Regions from separate parts of the Sus scrofa genome. Here region 1 is linked to region 2. Evidence: chromatin contacts called from public Hi-C data. All regions are on one chromosome and are shown on one strand. The core of a region is the stretch at or near the end of the contact, and the rest is flanking DNA. Distances in the headings are between cores, read along the strand shown.

The links. A called contact is a pair of places that touch in the nucleus more often than the background predicts.
Region 1: a contact with region 2 is called in a Hi-C map of retroperitoneal adipose tissue, with 1.7 times the contacts expected there. The contact joins the enhancer-like site here to the promoter of AMIGO2 in region 2. A contact is called at or near these places in 2 of 5 promoter capture datasets (fetal liver and liver), 3 of 47 Hi-C or Micro-C datasets (embryonic fibroblasts, heart right ventricle and retroperitoneal adipose tissue) and 1 of 2 datasets of contacts at active chromatin or transcription factors (skeletal muscle).

What each region holds. Positions count from the first base shown.
Region 1 is chr5:77,871,842-77,877,636 of Sscrofa11.1, reverse strand. No RefSeq gene overlaps it. Among named protein-coding and RNA genes, the nearest start is that of RPAP3, 190 kb to the left of the region's middle. Within about 2 kb of position 3,031, at least 6 of the 83 cell types and tissues checked have an H3K27ac peak or open chromatin away from gene starts, as enhancers often do. A contact at or near this core is called in liver and retroperitoneal adipose tissue, where this site is marked.
Region 2 is chr5:77,642,014-77,647,422 of Sscrofa11.1, reverse strand. AMIGO2 (amphoterin-induced protein 2) reads left to right here and starts at 1,675. Exons shown (of 2, transcript XM_005664161.3): 1 at 1,675-2,425; 2 at 2,771-5,279. The coding sequence starts at 2,831. The coding sequence ends at 4,396. The region is part of intron 1 of LOC100626841 (a long non-coding RNA gene); the gene reads right to left.

The DNA.
Region 1 (5,795 bases), core at 1,782-4,281, 230 kb before region 2:
GTCTTGCCACCTGCATTCCAGTGCCCTGTGTCCCACTTCACTATGTCTCTGAATCTGAAGGGTTTGGTGTACAACTGGGGCCACGGTTATGTGCCACATGGCTTCATTTACACTAGGGTTTCTCCAAAATCAGCACTATAGATATTTGGGGGCCAGGTAATTCTTTGTGGAAGAGGGCTGTCCTATGTGTATTGGACACTTAGCAGCATCCCTGACCTCTTTCTACTGTTTGCCAGTAGCACCTCAGCCCCTCCCATGTGACAACCAAAAATGTCTCCAGACATTGCCAAATGTCCCCACGGGGCGGGGAGGGAGCAGATGAGGAGACACGGTCATCGGGTTGCTCAGCCTTATTCGTACTGTGTTGCTGCTATTGACGAAAAGTCAAGGAACAACTGAAGTTAAGAAGAAAAAAAGGGGAATTTTATTGGAGCCAAACTGAGGCTTATAACCCAGGAGACGGACTTTCAGACGCTCTGAGAACTGTTCTGCCGGGTAGAGGGTCCAAGGCACAGTCGACACATTTTTGAGACAAAGGATCGTATCAAAATGGGATGCTGAGGAAGTTCCCATTGCGGCTCAGTGGTAAGGAGCCCGACTAATATCCATGAGGATGCAGGTTCAATCCCTGGCCCGGCTCAGTGGGTTAAGGATCCAGCATTGCCGTGAGCTGTGGTATAGGCTGCAGACGTGGCTCGGATCCTGTGTTGCTGCGGGCTGTGGTGTAGGCCAGCAGCTGCAGCTCTGATTTAACCCCTAGCCTGGGAACTTCCATATGCTGCCGACGAGACCCTAAAAAGCCAAAAAAAGAAATACTGGTAGTTGCCATACAGGATACAGAGTCCAGGTAAGCAGGTACAAAGCCAGCAGCAAGTCACCATGACCCCCGACAAAGATGGGGAAGAATACTGTTCTTTTAAGAAGTTACATTGCTAGTGTCAGAAGAAAGGGGACCAAAAGATAGTTCTAATTTTTTTTCTTTTTAAGGCTGAACCCACAGCACATGGAAGTTCCTGGGGTAGGGGTCGGATTCGAACGGGAGCTGCAGCTGCTGGACTACACCACAGCCACAGCAATGCCTACACCACAGCTGTTGCAACACTGAATCCTTAACCCGCTGATCAAGGCCAGGGATCAAATGCACATCCTCACGGACACTATGTAGGGTCCTTAACCCTCTGAGCCACGATGGGAACTCAGGAAAAAAGATCTTTATGGTCGAGCAGGCACTCTTGTCTTTGAGGAGCTTTGGTTACTGTGCAGATGCACGCTACACGTTCTGGGGTGGGGTGGCGGGGAGAAGGCCCCAATAGACCCGCAGAAAGAATTTTATGTTAAATTTTTCTTATCTGCCTTAAAATACAAATTTTATTTCATTGCTGCTAAGAGAAATCCTGGGTGGCCGGGGTGGTTTTGCTTGTTTTACTGAAACCTGTCTCCAGCCTCATCCTTAGCCAAGCTTCTCAGTGACCCACTTGCTTTCCTGGTGCCTGTGCCTTGTCCTGAGTCCTTGCTGCCTTGCACGGGGCCTTGCCCATTTCTCTCTCCCCAGCTCAGAGCAGGTCCCCTATCTGGATGCCCCTTGTGTTGGAAGCAAAGATGGCCCCCTTGTGGGGCAGGGTGGGGTGGGGAGAGCGTAATGAGCAGCCGAGCCAGTGCTGCATTTGCACCAGAAAATCTGGGTGTGGAGTTCCCGCTGTGGCACAATGGGACTGGAGTCTCTGAAGCACCCAAGACACAGGTTCCACTCCTGGCCCAGCACAGTGGGTTAAAGGATCTGGTGTTGCCACAGCTGTGACGTAGGTCGCAACTTTGGCTGATTTGATCCCTGGCCTGGGAACTCCATATGCTACCCCGTGGCCAACAATGGAAAAAGGAAAAAAAATAAAAACAAAAAAACAAACCCAGGCTTGAACCCTTTCCTCCTCTGATGCATCCTACCTTGTAAGACTGTCGTGAGAACAAGATGTGAGGATGTATGTAAGGATCCGGCGTTGCCGTGAGCTGTGGTGTAGGTCGCAGACGCGGCTCAGATCCTGCATTGCTGTGGCTCTGGCGTAGGCTGGAGGCGACAGCTCCGATTCAACCCCTAGCCTGGGAACCTCCATATACCTCGGGAGCGGCCCAAGAAATAGTAAAAAGACAAAAAAAAAAAAAAAAAAAAAAAAACCTGTAATCTCTTCACGCAGAAATAGCAGTTAACACTTTAACATAGATGCTGCGAGAACTCATTAAAAACGAAAGGCACTCATGATTGTAATTACAATTTTGTAAAAGCAGTTGTTGATGAGGTGGAGAAAGGGGAGAGTCTGAGGGCAGCAGGTTGACCTGGTGGGAGAGGGAGCTGAGGGGGGACAGTGGACCTATCTTCTCAGAAGCCTCCAATCTGGCAATGAGTTGAAAAATCAGTTAAAGCAGTCAGTTAAAGCAGGGAAACAGTGCAAATGGAAAACGCTTTGAATATTTTATTAAAGTAAGCTGTATTAAAAAAAATTAAATGTACCCTCATTTGACGATTTGCCCAAGGCGCGCAAAAGTTCCCAGGGAGGGACTGAACCTGCACCACAGCAGTGACCCAAGCCAGAGCAGGATCCTTAACTGCTGGGCCACAAGGGAACTCTTCATTTGACAATATCTTGAAAGGACAAAGGCTCTTCTTTAAGGATGTGACAGCTGATGGGAGTTCTGTGCAGAATTTGAAAACGTAAAAACTGACACACTGGTCAGTGGTTTCCAGTCTGAACATCTTTAAAGTAAGAAGAGAACTCAGAGAGTTGGGAACCGCTCTGAGTTCAGAATTCGTCTGGATGAAACAAAATTTCCCAGCTTTTTATCATTTGTCTTGCCTATGCCAGACTTTAAGAGTTTGCTTTTGTTTTGTTTTTTTTTTTAAGCTACTTTCCCTTTATTGTTTATTAGAAGCATTCCGTTTGGATTTTATACAAAACAATTCTCTTCCTCCCTCCTATTTCCTTAGTTTACAAAAACAAGTGAAGCTGGCCAAGCCGGTTTGGGGACAAACAGATCTGACTCATGGTGAACCTTATTTGTGGGGACGGAAGTGGCCCAATGATCCTGAGTCCTGCCTCCTGGACACAAGGGCTCACTGGCATCAGACAGAATGTTTAACGGAGGGAAAGGCACACACTGGCCAATGCAGCTTTGAAGGTTTGAATACACTGAAAATACCGAAAAATGATTCGTCCGGGAGGAGGCTTTTGCTACAAGAAACAGAAACCCTGACTCAACTGCTTTTTTAAAAAATAAGGAGATTAATTATCTCAATTAACAGGAAGTTTTGGAGTAAGATGGGCTTCAAGGTTGGTTGATTCAGGGATTTAACGGTGTCCTGGGGGCCCCACATCATCCCCACCTCTCGGTACTGCTAGCCACAGCCTCAGCATCACAACTGGGGCCTGGTCAGCAGCTGGCGTTTCAGGTTTTCTTTCTTGCTCAGCGGGTGTTAGAAACGAGGAGTCCCCCAGAATCAGGCCCTTCCCTTCCATCCAACTGGCCCAACTTGAGCCCCACGCCCACCCCAGACTTCGTAATAACCATCATCAGAAGGATGGCATATGCTGGTTTAGAAGTCAGCATCGCGTGCTGGAGCTGCAAATGGGTTCCGTTTCTCATTCCCGTGAATCCCAGGAGCTGGGCGAACACGTGAACAGAACTGGGTTCTGTTACGGAAGAGGAAGGAGGGAGGATACTGGAGAGCGGCAGTGATTGCTACGAGAAGCTTCCTCCTGAACCGGCTCACATCCAAGTTATCAAAGGCTTCCCTTTTGCCGAATCCAAGCACCTGCTTCTTTTCTCCGTCCCTCGGCACTTTTTTCAACCTGTCACGTTCTTCTCTCAGCCTTGAGCACAATCTCTCCTGGGTGGATTTTCCTCCGAAAACACTCGTGTCTCCCATGCTCTTCTCTGAGCACGCTTGTGCTCGATTTGGGCCCTTATACTCTTCTTCTTCTTTTTTTTTTTTTTTAATAATTATTTATTTATTTTATAATTTTTTTTTTTATTTTCCCACTGTACAGCAAGGGGTCAGGTTATCCTTACATGTATACATTACAATTACATTTTTTCCCCCACCCTTTGTTCTGTTGCAACATGAGTATCTAGACAAAGTTCTCAATGCTATTCAGCAGGATCTCCTTGTAAATCTATTCTAAGTTGTGGGCCCTTATACTCTTCTTCCTTTTCTTCTCTTCTTGTCTTTCCCCAACCTCCCCCTCTCTCTTCCATCCACATGCATTGGCTCCAGTGTACCTGTTCTCCCCAGTTTAATTTTTTTTTTTTTTTTTTTTTTTGGTCTTTTTAGGGCCACACCGCAGGCACATGGAAGTTCTCAGGTTAGGGGTCCAATCAGAGCTGTAGCTGCCGGCCTACACCACAGCCACTGACAACACAGGATCCAAGCCTCGTCTGTGACCTATACCACAGCTCACGCAACTGGGGATCCTTAACCCACAGAGCAAGATCAGGGATGGAACCTGCGTCCTCATGGAACCTGATACCAGTCAGGTTCATTTCCACAGAGCCTCAAGCGGAATTCCTCCCCACAATTTAAAAGTCAGTCATTGGCAGGTTATCCACAGGCTTGGAGCTTTGAGTCTGTGGTGCCCACTGGCTGCTTGCGCCCTCTATCCGAATGGATGTCTCATAGCATCTCCAATCCAATACACCCTGGGAAACAGAATGTTTGGTCCCTCCCCACCCTCTGTCTATCAAACCTGTTTCTCTTCTATTGGTCACCACCTTAGTGGGAGGAGCCATTTTAGTGAGAGGCACCCTCTTAGTGAGAGGGCTGTACACAGCTGCTACATTCTTAGTTCCTTTTGTCCCAGGCCACTCCCATCACATACTCCATCAGCAAGTCTTGTCATTTCTTCCCCAAGACAGCTTAAATCTGTCCTCTTTCCTCCATCTTCAGCTGCAACCATCTCATTGAACTACAATGATAATCTGATATGCTTCTTTTGCCCTCTGCACAGAGGCCAGAGTAATTTTCTAAAAATGTTAAGTCAGATCATCTCATGCTCATGCATAAAACCCTTCAGTGGCTTCCTGTTGTGGGCAGAACAAAATCTAGATACCTTATCATGGTCTAAGTGGTCTTACTCAATCCGGTCTTGACCTCTCTCTGATTTCATCCTGGCTTTAGGCACCTGGACCCTTTTCTTGCCGGTGAAAGTGCAGACTCACTCCCTCTCAGGGTGCTTCAACTTGCTCTGCTCCCTGACTTTTGCATAATTGGATCTTTGCTGTCACTCAGGTCTCAGCTTAAAGTTCCTGTCACAGAAGCCTTCCCTGATGGGACAGTCTGAATTAGCACATTGCTCCCCATCACTCTCTACTTTTAACCTTATTCCATTTTTGTTCTAGAATGTATGGCTAGTGACATTACCTTTTCCCTTAGTTGGTCGTTTTCTCTCTCCTTCCCATTCATACTAGCCTATTGCTATCCAGGAGCAGGACACTTTGTCTTATTTGCTACAGTGGCCTCCACACCTAGAATAATAGAGCAAATAATAATAAGGACTTAAAGAGTGAATAACTTAAGTTATCTGATGTATACCCTACTTTCCAAAAGGAATAATCCCTTGGGAATGGTCAATAGAGGTCACAGGACAAGCAGCCCACTTTTCTTTGAGTTATCACTTAATTATTTAGCAAATATTTATTGCCAGATAGTGTCCTAAGTCCTGGAGGAAACCACATGAAGAAAGACTAAGACCTGCCTTCAAGAACTCACAGGTTAGTGGGTGGCGGCAGACTAAAAATTTAGAAAGTTG
Region 2 (5,409 bases), core at 426-2,925:
CCTCTCGGCAAATGAGCAGAATCCTCAAAATTAGGTCTTCAAATAGATATATAAATGTGCCTGTGGATTTTGAGTGCATTTTTTTTATGCTGTGTAATCTTTGCATAATGTTGGAATGATGTGCCTGCTGCTCTTATTACAGAAGCTTCTGTTTCCATTTTTGAAAGTCACTTTTCTTTTTTGACTATTTTTGTTTTAAATAGAGGTCTTTCTGCCACATGCATGGTTTCCTTCGAACGTTAGTTACTTAGTAAATACTACAAATACCTAGTTATTTATTAGTCATTTAAAAGTATTCCTCTGAATACTTTTAAATCTATTTCTCTGTGTTAATCATTCTAACCGCAAAAATAAAGGCCTGGAGACCAAGTTTTTTTCTTTGAGAACCCCAAAACTTAGAAAACATCAACCTCTGCCTCTCCCCTGGGAACAGTAAGCAATGCTTTCCTGAAGCATTTCAGGCTGTATTCTTATGAGAAACTTCAACTTTTCATGAAACTGAAACTAATCTGAATCAAGCTGTTCTCAACTGAAAAATCTTGATTTACCAGTGCTATTGCACAGTCATTCCATAAAAAGCCTGACTGAATTAATGATGCATTAAATTTGGCACTTTCGCCTAACAGATCTACGCTACAACATGAATCCATTCATGGACAATGCAGGGGCCAACTCTCATTAACTTCAAGGTTGCTCAAGTGATGGGGGGAAGGAGCGAATGAGTTGTCTTCGTCATTATTCCTATTTTTTTAAAGTAATATTTTACTCAATTGTTTTTCTCAATTTGCTCCTCTTTTCAATGTCTTTCTCCCTCTGCTTTGGTTAGCATCTCTTGTCAAGGCAGTAATATAGCTCTTTTAAGCCGGATATAATGGATAAATGGGCCATTTGGCTCAGTCAAATCCCATCGTTAAAACTGATCTCGGAATTAAACAAAAATGGATTTTTAATCGGAAAGCTCATCAGCTCCACATCCCCCACCTAACTGTGCCCGGCCTTGCCCACCTGGCCTTGCCTCTTTCTTAACCTGCTTCTAGGGAAGGGATGAAGAACCTCCGCGCAGACACCCTCTCTGGGATCAGTCACTGTCCATTGCGAACACGATAAAAAAAAAAAAAAAAAAAAAAAAAAAAGTCTGGCTCTGGGTCCCCCCCCCCCTTTAAGCTTAATACTCTTATCTTCGCCTCGACTCCAACCCTTTTTTCCTGCGCTTCTCCATCGCGAATGGGGCACCTTGAAGCTGCGTCCAGAGTTAGCAAAGGGATAGAACTTTCCCAAGGAGGTGCGGAGTGTCCCCGATGCGCTTTCCCGCTTCCTTCCCCCAAGCAGAGATCCTGTTGCATGGGAGGGAACGTGCCCGATTTCCCTTCCCCCTCAACCTCCACCCCCGAATGTGGGCGGAGACGGAGGCTGCTTCTGTGTTTATTTTGTAAACCTTTAAAACCTACCGCACTTAGCGCTGTGAGAGCCCCCGTGGCCTTTGCCCACTGAAAGCCGTATGAGGTCGGGGAGCTCAGCTGACTGGCTGGGAGAGAGACGCGACCTGCACAGTCGGGACGAAGTGGGTCTTCTAGGGAGCGACCTCTCCCTTCCGGGATGGGCGTGTCCCTTAACCTCCCCCACCCCATCACCCCGCAGATAGGGGCTGGGCGCACGGACGCAATCCTCAGAAGCGCGCGAGCGCGTCCACCGCTTGGGGGACGCCAGCCCTGGCCTCGGGTGTGGACCCCTGCCCCGCCTGCGCGGCCACCCTCCCGGGGCGCGGGAAGGAGCGCGGCAGAGGTGGCAGCAGTGCCGCCGGGTGGGGGCGAGGGGGGTACCAGCCGCCGCTCGGATTGGCTGCGCCGCCGCCCCCTCCCTGCGCCGCGCGCCCCCCGTCGCGCGCTCGGCCCGCTCTCGTCCGCAGCGAGGGAGCTGGTTCCCGCTGGAGGGAGGACGCGCAGGGGCGGGACCGGTCTTCCCGCCCCGCACCCGACCCCAGGCGCGCCGGGATAAAACCCGGCCAGTGCTGCGCGGGGAACTCGGGTCCCTGCAGCCTCCCAAGCACGGAGAGGCGGGGTCGCTCCGACCCCCTGCTCGCGCCCCCGCCGCTTGGGCCCGGCTCCGGGAGCCGGGCGCCTGGCGCGCGGGCACGCGACGGCTCGAGTGCCCAGGCGGTACCTTCAGCGGAGCAATGAAGAGAGCTCGGGAGAACCAACCGGAGCCGGCCGAGCTGTTTCCTGCGCTCGGGGTTGCTGCCGCCACTGCTATTGCTTGAAACTCTCCAAAGTTGCGAGCCAGCGAGAGGCTGCCGCCCGCCGGGAGCAAAAGGGAAAGGAACTCTTAAGATGCCAGAGTGACAGACATAGACAGACGGACGCACAGATCTGCAGAAGACACCACTGTGGGCGGCCTATTCCCGGTGCCCCTGAGGCTACCCAGCTCTGTGAGTTGCTTTCTGTACGGGTAGCTTGCTTGCTAAGTATTTCCTTATAATTGTTTATAAGATGCGTTTGTGTATTTCTGTGTTTCTTGGAGAGAGTTTTTAAAAAAGGGGGGGGACAACGTATGATGCACCTTAAAAGAAATTGTTTCAGATATTGATACGGTTGTGTTGATAGAATGCATCCAACAGTAAAGAGGACACATAGGCTCCCCAGTGGGGAAAAAAAATAAAAAACCCTCGATTTCAAAAGTTATGGGAAAGAAAGCTAGCTATTACTCTTAAGGGTTAACTAGGGGTAGTTAACTTTGCTTTTTTACTCCTCTTTAAATATTGATTGTTTACCAGGTTGACTGGTGGGAGGCTGAGCTGGTGGCAAAGGCGCCCAGAAGAGACTTAGAGGCGACCATGTCTTTACGTTTACGCGCACTGCCCACCCTGCCTAGAGTTGTCAGACCGGGCTGCAGGGAACTGCTGTGTTTGTTGGTGATCACGGTGACTGTGAGTCGTGGCACCTCCGGGGTGTGCCCCACCGCTTGTATCTGTGCCACTGACATCGTGAGCTGCACCAACAAAAACCTGTCCAAGGTGCCTGGGAACCTTTTCAGGCTGATTAAGAGGCTGGATCTGAGTTACAACAGAATCGGGCTTCTGGATTCTGAGTGGCTGCCGGTTTCCTTTGTAAAGTTGAACACCCTCATTATTCGTCATAATAACATCACGAGCATTTCCACGGACAGTTTCTCCACAACTCCAAATCTGAAGTGTCTTGACTTATCATCCAACAAGCTAAAGACCGTGAAGAGTGCCGTGTTCCAGGAGTTGAAGGTTCTGGAAGTGCTCCTGCTTTACAATAATCACATTTCCTATCTTGATCCTTCAGCATTTGGAGGGCTCCCCCACTTGCAAAAACTCTACTTAAGTGGAAACTTCCTCATGCAGTTTCCCATGGACTTGTACCTCGGAAGGTTCAAGCTGGCAGAACTGATGTTTCTAGATGTTTCTTATAACCGGATCTCCTCCTTGCCAATGCATCATATAAATTTAGTGCCAGGAAAGCAGCTGAGAGGCATCTACCTTCATGGGAACCCATTTGTCTGTGACTGTTCTCTTTACTCATTGCTGATCTTTTGGTATCGTAGGCACTTTAGCTCAGTGATGGATTTTAAGAATGATTATACCTGTCGCCTGTGGTCTGACACCAGGCACTTCCATCAGGTGCTTCTGCTCCAGGATAGCTTTCTGAATTGCTCTGACAGTATCGTCAATGGTTCCTTCCGTGCACTTGGCTTTATTCATGAGGCTCAAGTGGGGGAAAGGCTAATTGTTCACTGTGACAGCAAGACTGGGAACTCCAATACTGATTTCATGTGGGTCGGTCCGGATAACAGAGTGCTGGAGCCCGAGAAAGAGATGAAAAACTTTCACGTGTTTCCCAATGGGAGTCTGGTTATAGAGAGTCCTCGGTTTGAGGACGCCGGCGTGTATTCCTGTATTGCCATGAATCGGCAGCGGCTGTTAAATGAAACTGTGGACGTCACCATCAATGTGAGCAACTTCACCATGAACAGATCCCATGCCCACGAGGCGTTTAACACAGCTTTCACCACCCTGGCAGCCTGCGTGGCCAGCATTGTTTTAGTACTTCTGTACCTCTATCTGACACCGTGCCCGTGCAAGTGTAAACCCAAGAGACAAAAACATATGCTAAACCAAAGCAGTGTCCAGGCGTCTATTCTCGCGCCCGGCCCCGACAGCGATGCCCCGGCTGATGAACGGAAGGCAAGTGCTGGTAAAAGAGTGGTGTTTTTGGAACCCCTGAAGGATACTGCAGCAGGGCAGAATGGGAAAGTCAGGCTCTTTCCCAGTGAAACGGTTATAGCGGAGGGCATCTTAAAGTCCTCCAGGGTGAAATCTGACTCAGATTCCGTCAATTCAGTGTTTTCAGACACACCCTTTGTGGCGTCCACTTAATTTTGTGCCTGTATTTGTATGCTGCAGTGATTGACTCTCTTCATATTCAACTTTTGTGTGTGGTCTGCAAAACAAATATACAGCAGGGCAGAAACAGGTGGTTCTGTATTTTTGAAATACAGTCAGATGGATTTTAAGAATGAAATCACTGGTTAACAGGAAATGTGGTAAAGCACTTAGATTCGTGCCGGAGAAAGACAGGGTTGTTTTTCAGAGTTCAAGTTCTAGGTAGCATCTTAGTCCTTAGCACCACTGATAATTTCAAAGCCGGCCTGGAGGTGACATGACTGACGTTGTCTTTTCACTCAGGCGTGTTGAAAGAAAAAAATTAATTTCTCATATTAGGATTCCTGAAAAAGAGACTATACTAACTTACTGGGACCAAAGTTGAGTTACTTTAAAGACAAGCATTGTGTCCTATTTCATTTTTCAAACATGAAGGGGGAAGAACCAAGCAGCAGTTATCTTTAAAGCACAAAGTAAAGTTAGATTGGGGAAGAATCCAGTTCGTGTCATCATTGCAGACCGTGTAAACGGACTACCCTGATCAAATTTCCTGAGCAATGCCCCGTCCCATATGGTGTTAGGTAAATAGTACGATAAAGGTACTTTTGACTGTCTTCTTTCCGTTCTGTACATTTCGTATCCTTGTACAAAAGATCTTAGTGAAAGTTTAAAGCCATCCTTATTTGTTGCCACAAATTATGTAGATGTCACTACCAAAATGTCTGAGTGCCTTCTCAGACCTTTGTTCTAGCAGACTTAATATTCGTTTATATGCTTGTGTGTGTGTAAATCCTAAATTATATCAACTATTAAAGCAATCCTACTGTACTGTGCTTTGGACATTTGAATTACTGTAAATACATGTGTTTGGAGACTTGATGGTCTATTTTATTTGGCTGTTTACAAACATAAATCTGAGTTGTTTTATGTGATCAGACTGTGCTACTTGGTGTTAAACAGCCCCTGTGGCAAATATCTCTGCAAATTTCTTGGACTTAACAATACAG